2 separate regions of the Anas platyrhynchos genome follow, and region 1 is linked to region 2. Evidence: chromatin contacts called from public Hi-C data. All regions are on one chromosome and are shown on one strand. Each heading gives the region's core, a stretch centred on a gene start, on an enhancer-like site or on the middle of the called end of the contact. The rest is flanking DNA. Distances are from core to core; before and after follow the strand shown.

The links. A called contact is a pair of places that touch in the nucleus more often than the background predicts.
Region 1: a Hi-C map of skeletal muscle shows a contact between it and region 2, with 4 times the contacts expected there. The contact joins two enhancer-like sites. A contact is called at or near these places in 5 of 8 Hi-C or Micro-C datasets (F1 follicle, liver, skeletal muscle and 1 more).

The regions. Positions count from the first base shown.
Region 1 is chr3:20,009,313-20,014,419 of IASCAAS_PekinDuck_T2T, reverse strand. ITPKB (inositol-trisphosphate 3-kinase B) reads right to left here. Exons shown (of 8, transcript XM_027453678.3): 6 at 4,530-4,631; 7 at 3,556-3,627; 8 at 1-1,585. The coding sequence ends at 1,370. Among named protein-coding and RNA genes, the nearest start is that of STUM, 44 kb to the left of the region's middle. Within about 2 kb of position 2,464, at least 1 of the 8 cell types and tissues checked has an H3K27ac peak or open chromatin away from gene starts, as enhancers often do. A contact at or near this core is called in subcutaneous adipose tissue, where this site is marked.
Region 2 is chr3:19,944,864-19,949,973 of IASCAAS_PekinDuck_T2T, reverse strand. No RefSeq gene overlaps it. Among named protein-coding and RNA genes, the nearest start is that of PSEN2, 4.6 kb to the right of the region's middle. Within about 2 kb of position 2,338, at least 2 of the 8 cell types and tissues checked have an H3K27ac peak or open chromatin away from gene starts, as enhancers often do. A contact at or near this core is called in subcutaneous adipose tissue, where this site is marked.

The DNA of each region.
Region 1 (5,107 bases), core at 1,215-3,714, 64 kb before region 2:
TTGTGGCTGCAGCTCGGTCCTGCCGGCCCATCAATAGCTGACCTTTAGAGAGCCAGTGCTGATGTGAGCAAGCTGCTTAGTTCAAATGTTCCAGGAAGTTAAAAAATAGCCTCCACCCTGAATAGAGAACTGGTTGTTTTCACAGGACTCGAAGCAGGGAGGCCAAACACAGGCTGGGAAGCTAGCAACTGAGCGTAGCGGCAGAGCCAGCAAGCAGTGCAAGAAAAAGGGAAGGCACAGGAACGCCTCGCCTCCCCCCTCTGCTTTGCCACACAAGCCTAATGGGGCACCTTGAGTGCTGCTCGTCTGCCAAAACTCCCAGCTGCTGGGAAGCACCGGGCAAGAAACTGGCACGGGTACAAATGGTGGAGGTGCTCCAGGTGGGAGGGTGGTTCTGGGCCAGGAGCAGGCATTGGCAGCACAACCCAAAAAAAAAAGAATGACCAACCTGGATGTCTACCTTACATCTCATAGGCGTCCATTACAAACTGTTTTTCTCCCTGCCAGCCCTGCCCAAAGCCTTTATTCACTGTGGAAGGTCAGTGAGGAGCTCCTGGCATTGCCCACCCAGCCAGTGCAGCCAAGGTGGGTGACATGGGGGGGCAGCACCCGGCCGTGGGAGATACCTGTACCCAACCGCATGGCCCTGCAGCGAGAGCAAAACCCTCACCCTCCAGTGTGACTCCAAAATAACAGAGAAACCTCCACAGGATTAATGGAATGTCTTCAACACAAAAACTCAGGTCTGCAATTCTAGTGATTTACGCACTCAGCAAAGACAGTTCCCAGGGCAAAAGGTTCTGGCAAAGGCAACTAAAGGTAATCAACCCCAGTGTCTTTTAACATCTTCAAGCCTTGCTCATCCACCCTGGGTACTAAAGGGTCCCACGCGTGGCCAGAGGTGTTTTGGAGGTGAAGCTGCTGAACCCAGCACAGGCAGAGGCTCCTTCCTCCACCACAGCCCCGTGGCTGGGCAGCACTTCAGGGCCTCGGCTGCAGCATCCCCTGACCCACAGCGTCTCCATGGCCACCCAGGAGGAAGGTTCCCTTAAAACCATGCTGCACAAGAGACAAAAGCATGGTAGGGAAAGTGTGTGTTTGCCTAACCAACCCCTCCCCGGCTGCTCCAGCACAGCCGGGCTACTGACTCTGTGAAGCCAAGGTTTCAAGTTCAGGAGTTGTTCTGGAAGGTTAGCTCTGTATTTACATGTGGAATTAAAAAAACAAAACAACACAACAAAACCACCTTAAATAGGGAGAGAATAGCTTTAAAATGGGAAGGGCAAGGGTTGGAAAGTGTCTTGTAGTGCAGTTCAGAAGAGTCAGTTGGGAACAGGTTGGGGGTAGTGGCAGAGTCGGACGCATGGCTTTAATGCGAGTCCTCCTTCTGGGACAACTCTGTCAGGATCTGGATGAGATTGTCCAGTCCCCAGAGGTAGCCATCCTCTCTGTTCCCTTCCACCCAGGGCACGTTGTGCTGCAGAACTTGTCCCTCTGGCAGCGGGGTGGTTTTCCCAAAGTCAATCATCCAGACTTTGGCTTGCTCCTTTTTGTCGTGAATGAAGAGGAGGGAGCTCCCGATCACCTGCGGAGACAGGGGGTCAGTTAGTTGTGCACCTGCTTCACATCAAACCCAGCTCTGACACCTCACCTAGAGCTGTGTTTGCAAGAGGTTATGCCGAGATTTTGCATGAGCAAAAGCAAGATCAGTGCTTTGCCAGCAGTGTTTGCCCATGCAAATCAGGCATTCAGACCGGCTGATTTATTCATACAATTCCCCGCTTCTGGCAGAAGAAAAAGGTCAGCAAAACACAGGCACAAAAGGTACAGATGTGATTGCGGAAACTGAGTCAAGGTTCCTGGGGAAGGAGTGAGATGAATCCCAGCCTCCTGACTGAAGGTTTTCCAAAGCTGGCTCTTGGTGGCTGGTTAGCACCATTCACACCCACCAACTCTGCAGGCATCGCTGTAGGAACAGGTATGCTCCAAGGACGAGGTACTTACAAACTGCTGCCTGAAACATCATTTGATAGCACCCAGATCTCCCCCTAGAGCATCCTGGCTTTTACAGTGCTCTGCACACACGTTATGGGGGTGACCAGACACAAATTTCCTCTTCCACAAATTCCTTCTGCTACTTTGGAGGGTTCACTCTTACTGACTGGCCTTCCAGCCACAAACCCCAGGAAAGCCTGCAGGTATTTTCATCTGTGAAGGTGAAGCGCATCGTCTGGATGTGCACAGATTTGGTGGACTGTGAGCCCACATGCTCGTGTCACATACGGGGACTTCAGGTGTGCAAAGCGCAATGGCCTCAGCACACACACCATGCTGTGCAGATACCTGGAAACAGGTCGCACACCACAACCTGGGCAGACCAGAGGAGGAGCACAGCTCTGGGGACATCCTGCTGGCATCAGCCCTTCGAGGCAGCAGCACTGAGTGCCACCAGGGACTCCCATGTCCGTCCTGTCACTGGGGTTTGCCTTTAGACAAGGGTTTTAAGCTGGATGCGTGTGCTGTTTGCGATGTATTCACATTTTCAAGGAGACTTCCTCCTCCAGTGCATTGGGAAAATCTCCAAGTTCCAGCAACATGCATTATTTCCCAGAAATGCTTATCTTCAGCTCTTCTCCTAAGCTCTTAGAGCCCTCTCTTGGCCAGGATACAGCATTTTAAGGAAAAGCCTTTTGCTGACGTTCTTTGCTTGCCTGGCCTGACTCACCAAGTTCTCTTGCAGCTGCTTAGAGGAGCCCCAACCCACACGGGGAGACGTGAAGGGCCTGGCAGCCCTCCTGCTATGCTTCATCTTGAAGTTTGGTGGAAAGTCAAAGCCTCTTCTTTACAATTTTTAAGGATTGGAAACTCCTTTCAAAGCCTCTTTGAAAAGGCTGTTTTGTTCCTGCATTTTCAAATGAACTCTTTGGCACTTCACTCCAGGGAGCATTTTGTTTCTGTCATTGAACTGACCCAAAACACTCAGCTGTGACATTTCCCTGGGTTTTCCCATTGCCATGCAGGCACTGCTGGGGGGAGGCATTCATCAAGGTCCATCAGAGGGGCAGCACAGCTCTGCTGGGCAGGGGGAGCAGCGACTCCCAACACGTTGAGCTAGGCATTATTCCTGCCCGTATGACAACATGTGCCAAGGAAATGCACTCTGCAGTTTGCCAGGTAGATGAAATGGCATGGAGAAACTGGCAGCCAAATGATACCTGACCTGTGCATTCAGGCAGGAATTTCTCCCAAGAAGACCTATTTTTAAACCAGGATTTATTTCCAGTCATATAAAACCATAAGCAGATCGAATTCCTTTGACATCACTTTTAATTTGTATGAACATTGATTTCCATTAGATCTGAGCCCGTGTCAGATGCATGAACACTATTTCAGTCACCTGCTGTCAGTATTAGATAAACAGGTATGGAAATATAAGAATAAATTCAAAACTGAAGAAATTTACAACCTCTGAATTTGACTCCTCCCTGAACAAGCTGGGGTTAAAGCAGTCAGATCTACCTACATGGCACCTGAGGAAGGGAACGTGAGCGTTACCTCATGGCACTTGAAGAAGGGGGATGTCTCCAGGGTGGCACGGATACCCTTCAGCCGGATCAGGTAGCTGTTCTGAAACCACAAAGGCAAACAAACCCTCAGTGCTGACCGTGTGCTCCTCACAAGCAGCCCTGCAAACTGCTAAAAGGCACTCAGGGCTCCTCGGGGCCCCTTTGGTAATTCATCTCTGAGGTGTGGGCAGGAGGACGAGGCACAGCCTGTGCACAGCAGGTACCCTGGCAATGTCACACAATTAAACTGCTCACGCTGTGACTGCCTGAGGAGATGGTTTGGCCAAGGAGTCCAGAGACTGCGTGTGACAGTGTGAGAGCTCCAAGCTCTCCGCAGATAAAACACAGCCAGGCAGCTTAATCTGCAGATCCAAGAGTAATCCCTGGGTAACTGCTGTCAAAGCAAATTTGAAAGAGGCAGTGCCGAGGGCTACCCCATCTGCAGCCCTTCATTTGTAGGCTTTACAGAGTGCAACTTAAAATAAAGCCCTTTGTCAGTAGGATATTTGACACAGCCCATATGAATTGCTTACAGCTCGTGTTCTCCTGGCAGTGCAGCACAACTTGGGAAATGCCAGCTGTGGCGTGCCCACGAGAAGGGCACCCGCTGCAGGTATGGGGGTGCCTTGGCCTCTCCTCCTGCCAGTGAGCTCGGGGCAGGAGTCTCTGGCACCTGCTGTGTCAAAGCCAAGGCTAAAAAGGAGGCTCGGAGGCTGCCATCAGTCCTGGGGGTGACGGGGCAGAGCCTCTGCAACAGGCTTTGTGGCTGAGCCCTCAGTGGACTTGGACCTGATGGGTGCTGCTGCAGTGAATGTGTCCCCTCCCAGCTCTCCTCTCCTCACCCTCACCACAGGATGGTGTTTCTCTCTGCCATTTTTCTTTCAAGAGAGCTCCCCTGGGCTGTGGAGTAGCCTCTAAAGGAGAAGCCCTCTCGCTGCAGCTCCCACAGCAGCCCCTGCTCACCAAGACGTTGCGGTTTCCCCTGGTGAACTCCCTGAAGGCTTCCGTGACTTGCTCCTTTGTCCGCGTCTTCTTGAAGTCCCGATTCACAGTGCCATCCTCTTTCTAGGACAGAAGGGAGAGCCGTCAGAGGGACAGGGAGAGGAGGAGCCAGGAGGAAGAACTGGTGTTTCAGAAGTCACGCGTGTCCCCACGTAGTGACCAGCCCCTCTGGTAGCTGCAGGGCCTGTCTGTGGGGGGTGGCAGAGGCAGCACGCCTTGCCTTGCGTGTCCCAAACCATCCCGCGGCTCTGGTGCGTTGCCACAAGGCAAAAGGCAAGTCCCCACCATCAGGCACTTGCTGAAAACACTTTCATGGACCTTTCACTGAACGCCCTGTGCGTGGCCCACCGCGGGGACAGCGCCCAGCCCCGGCCCTGAGGCTCCCGGCCTTGCAGCCCCTCGTAGCCACTCGCCATTTCCCCGGTACCCCGAGGCTCTGCTGATTTTCACATCAGTGCCTTTCATTGTCTCGGACAGGCAGGGCTGGCTTCCTGGAGACAGGGGCTATTTTAAACAACAGGCTCGTGCTCACGGGGCTG
Region 2 (5,110 bases), core at 1,089-3,588:
GCTTTTGTGTTCACACGTGAAAACAGCTATAAGTCATCCACAAATAAAATGGAGGTGTCGGTGGAGTTGCATTTGCTTTTTCCTGCCATTTGCATTACCAAATTCATCTGCCTTCATAGGGAAAATGACGAAACTCTACCTTAGTTACATGTCATGAGGAACTGTACATTTTTGTTTGGGATATGAGTACTGCAGCTCTTCTGACAGCACTACGCCTACCTGCTGTCTGAGTTTTATGCTGCCTTCAGTGACAGCACAGATGCTAGCACTGAACTGCTTAGTGACTATCAGGCAATGTGTCCACGGAGCGGTGTTATTCCTTTACCAAAGATTTTGAGCAGAGTAAAGCTCCTGACTGAACCAAGCAGAAACCAGACTGCCTGCCCAGTTTTTCACAGGGCTGTTTTGCAGGAGACCAGTCAGTGATTTCAGACTACATTACTGAGCACAGATCCAAATTCTGATGCAGCATCTCCCTTTGTTCAAGTGCTCACGTAGACTCCATCACAGCATGTTCTCTACCCTGCTATTTTCCCCTTCCCCTGAAATTAGGACCACACTGTCTCCATTGGTGCTGTGCAAATAAGCAGTTCCTCTTGTGGATTTAAGGAAAAGCAACTACATCTCCACAGATATTACAGGCATTTTGGAAAACCCATATCTTGTATTCAAAATAATGTTTGTGGCTTTTATCTATTTGCAATGTCCTTTCCTCTGTTGGGTGATGACTTTCTGCCAGGCTAACTTTGGCAGTGTCAGATTTGCATGCCGTTCTCTTTTATTTCTTTCTCTGACCATTGTCTCTCACTGTGTGAGCTGTTAAATAGCAGCTGTGCTTCAACCTACCCCTGGCCAAAATGATCTCCAGGCTCAAACAGGACTTTGGGGGACAAACACGGACAGGCTTAAATCGATAGAGCTTATGCACCTGCAACAGCCAGCTCTGGCCTGTCTGTGAGAATTGCAGCACAAGTGTTTCACGAAGACTGTTTTTGACCAAGGGTGTCACCCAAAATGTCTGCAAAGTTTTCCTGCTCTGGAAACACATGCTGCTGTTAGATGAAAACAGCTGTGAGATGTACAGTGATACCGCTGGGACAGCATGGGAGGAACACCAAGGTGATCTGGGTGAGATACAGCAATGCAATGGAAAATGGCAAGCGCAACTGCATTTGTGAAAAATTACAGATAAGGAGTATGATTCATTAGCAAAGTGTAAGACCTTGCAGAATTTAAAAATAAAAATCTTCCGAAGTTCTTCTTGAAGCAATTTTTGGTTGTCACATGGTGATGAGGGGGGGAAGTTATAAAGAAGATGAGGAGGTGCTAGTTATTAGCATTTCCTTAATTTGAGACCTAAGCTTGAACCTCCTCAATACAAAAAGCTTTTTTTTTTTCTCTCTCTCTTTTTTTTTCAACTTATGGTTTCATTGTACAAGAAGAAAAATAAAAACCCTAAGGTTTCGAAAAGCTGCGGTGGTTTAACCGTAAATTTGACTTAGAACTCCTTTGTCTGATCAGTAGGAAACCCATGTGAACTCTCTTATTTATCTTAAAATGAAATAAACTCTTCAGCTACTGCACAACTGAAAATCAAACTGGCTTGAACCAGTTTAACTGAGTTGTTTCAAAACCTAATTCAAGGCTTGATTAAATGGTATTAATGCAAAGTTAAATAAACTACATGCCTGAGAAGGCTATTTTAGGAATGGCCACTCCTGCTGAAGGGGAAGGGTTTAAAAACAAACTTAATTAATTTACTTTAAAAGTTATTAAAATAAACTATTCCAAGTGCTTCCATGTAAAGAAACTTACAGAAGTATGACAGCGGATCCCTTGGAAAGCTGCTGCTTAACATGAAGACAGGAGTAAATTTAAGAAACAGAGGGAAATAAAGCCTTGTGGGTTTTGTTTTTTAACAAAAAACAAAATAGGACGTTTCCCCCTTACCCTACAGGGGAACGACAAATATATTTTTGCTGCATTCTCTGATTTCTTGCTTTTGCTGCTACAGTTGTAGCTCCAGCAATGGGCACACTAGCCACAATACAACAGCAGCAGCAGAAACTAGCAGAGCTAAAACCAAGCGTGTGAATAGCATGGTGTAATCTGACAAACAACTGGTCTCAGAACAACAGCTCTGGTAGTGCCAGGAGCTTTGCAACATGAGACATTTCACAGATTAGTTCTCCACAGAGGGCTATAGGTGCACCTAATGTATTTCGCAGGAATCTGATGACAATAAAATCTCCAAGGATTATCACAATGTGTAACAGAGTTCAGACTGGAATTGTGCTCGTGTCAAACAGCTAATCCAACTGCAGAGATGTCCGTGCACAGAAGGCCTCTGCCCCCTAGTGTATACAGTGAGACTTTCTGTTATAGGATATGGAGCAGTCTGCCTCCTTGAAATACAACGTGGAAACACTTATTTCAATGTTAATGTATAACTTACACATCTCACCCACATCCTCCCCATGGTGGCTACACGAGCAGAAGGCCCAAATAAATGGTACAGGTTCATCTGCACTGTTATGGGGAACACCTTGCTTTGTCTGCCATCTGCATTCCTAAAAGATGTTAGGCACGTGTTTTCCTTTTCTCTAGGAGTGACCTAATTTCAGCCAAAGTCACTATTGATTTATCATCGACTTCAGAGCAGCGCTAACTCAAAGGATTTTTAGTCATGCAAACAGATCTGCTGACTTCTTGGAGTCTGGTATTGCCTGAAGGATTTGTCCTGAAATCTGGAAAGCAAAAGAGATACCAATAGCTTTAAAGGCATAATACTCCATTGCAGGTTAATGCATTTGCCTCCTAAGAAGGTACTTGATTTATTTTACTTTATTTATTTAGCAGAACTGTACAAAACACACATATGAGGAGACAGGACAAGCTGTTTGAATGAGCAAGACGTTGCTGATACTACATTGATCTGGATGTATCACTGTTTGCTTTCTGACCGCAGACCTCATCAGATTTAATTCCCCTTCTGCTGCCAATACCTTGGCCTTGTCTGTTTGATTCCGATCTCATGTTTAACTCATTTCTACATACATTAGAAAGCAGCCACCTACACGGTTTCTATGATGCTACAAATGCTGGAATCAATGGACCATGAGACTTAGGTCTGTGTAACACCATGGGAGACATGTTCAGCATGAACACTCATAACAGTGTCAGCTGCCCACTGGTCAGTATCTTCTTACAATTTAAATGAAACCATTCCATAGCTGGCACTCCATCATGAGCCCTGACTGCATGCTAAATAATTTAACAAATGAGTAGACTTCCTTAAGTTGTGAGGAAGAGGTTTACTTTGTTATTCAATAATCAACTTCCCTTGAGGGACTAGAGATTTACTGAGTGGAGTAGACCAAGCAAGACTCTTTCAAAGTACTGTCTATTCTAGTATAAAACCTCAGATACACTAGGCCTGGCCCTACTCATATCTTCTGGATAAGCATAAGAGGTTATTTATTTATTTATTAGAGATGGTGTTGTATCTGTTTCCATTTGAAAGCCAAGGGAACATTTCTGTGTTTGAATTTTTATCAGTAGTTCTATTTGCAGCTTTTGTACCTCCTGAAATAAAACAGTCACAATTCCTTGCATATATTTGGATGGTTGTAACAGTTTATGACCAAAAGCTCCCCAGGACCTCCTACTGTAAAGCTGTAAGTACAAAAATTGAACAAAGTAGGGCAATTCCACAGCATGTCCTTCTTGTGGTTTAACCCAGCTGGCAGCTAAGCACCACGCAGCTGTTTGCTCACCCTCCCTGTGCAGTGGGATGGGGGAGAGAATCAGAAAAAAAGTAAAAGCTTGTGGGCTGAGATAAAGACAGTTTGTTAGGACAGAAAAGAAAGAAAATAATAATAATAATAAAAGCATGACACCATATGGAATGGAATGTACCTTTGGCCAGTCTGGGTCAGCTGTCCTGGATCTGTCCCCTCTCAGCAACTTGTGTGCCCCGAGCCTCCTCTCTGGCAGGACAGTGTGAGAAGCCGAAAAATCCTTGGCTTAGTGTAAGCACTGCTCTGCAACAATTAAAACATCAGGGTGTTATCAACATTATTCTCATCCTAAATCCAAAACACAGCACCATACCAGCTCCTAGGAGGAAAATTAACTCTATCCTATAGTCAAAACCAGGACAGTCCTTAGGTGCTTCAGAACAACCAGAAGTATGGCAACAACTGCTTCTGGCGAGACTGTGATCCCCCAAATCATAGAGTTGTGATGCAGCTTGTCACACAATCGTTTTGGGAACTGGCATGCTTTACATTATCTGTGAGAGATCCTTCAAGGAAATGGCTTCACAAATCTGTTTAAAGAAGAGAGAAAAAACAGAAATATTTTGACGACAATATAAATACAGTGTGGGGGTTTGCTCAAAGAGTCTGTTAACTTGCTCTTGGGTCAGATGCTTTTCATGTGATGCAGCTAGGGAAAAAAAAAAGTAAAACATGACTGAAAAGCTGACTGAAAGCTGTATGGTAGTAACTCTCAAGGATGGATGGACTGAAATACCTCTTTGTCTTCCTATTATCCACTTATACAGAAAAGGAACACTAAATTAAGCCATTTTTTTGTCTCTGAAAACTACCAAAGGAGGCAGGCAGAATATGCATTCACAGCAAGACAGCTGGGGGGTTTCATATACCCACGGCCTCAAGTGCCACGTGCTTTCTTGAATGTTGCAATACACATACTGCTTCTGAAAACCCCTTGTTAAGTTGCAGAATATCTATTTAAGTTGCAGACCTATGTCTCCAGGCCAAAGATCTGATTAGTTGTGTAAGTCACATAGTCTTCTCTCTCAGAGCCCTTCATACTTGAAAGTAGTATTTCTAACAGAGAAAAAAAAGCTGTGAGTTTAACTTCCAAAAGCTGCTAGCTGGTCCCATACCCGCAGTCCCTAGGAGACAAAGCCTGCCCAGCAGCTGGGAAGGGAAAGTTGGTAGTGAGAGCAGGACAAGACCTTGCTGAAAGGTAGGTTAAAAGGTTTGCCTCTGTTGTTTGCAGCCTGATTATCAGCGTGGCTTTTAGTCAAAATGCAGGTGGCATGTAAAGCCTCTGAAATCCACATGGCCATGCTGATTTG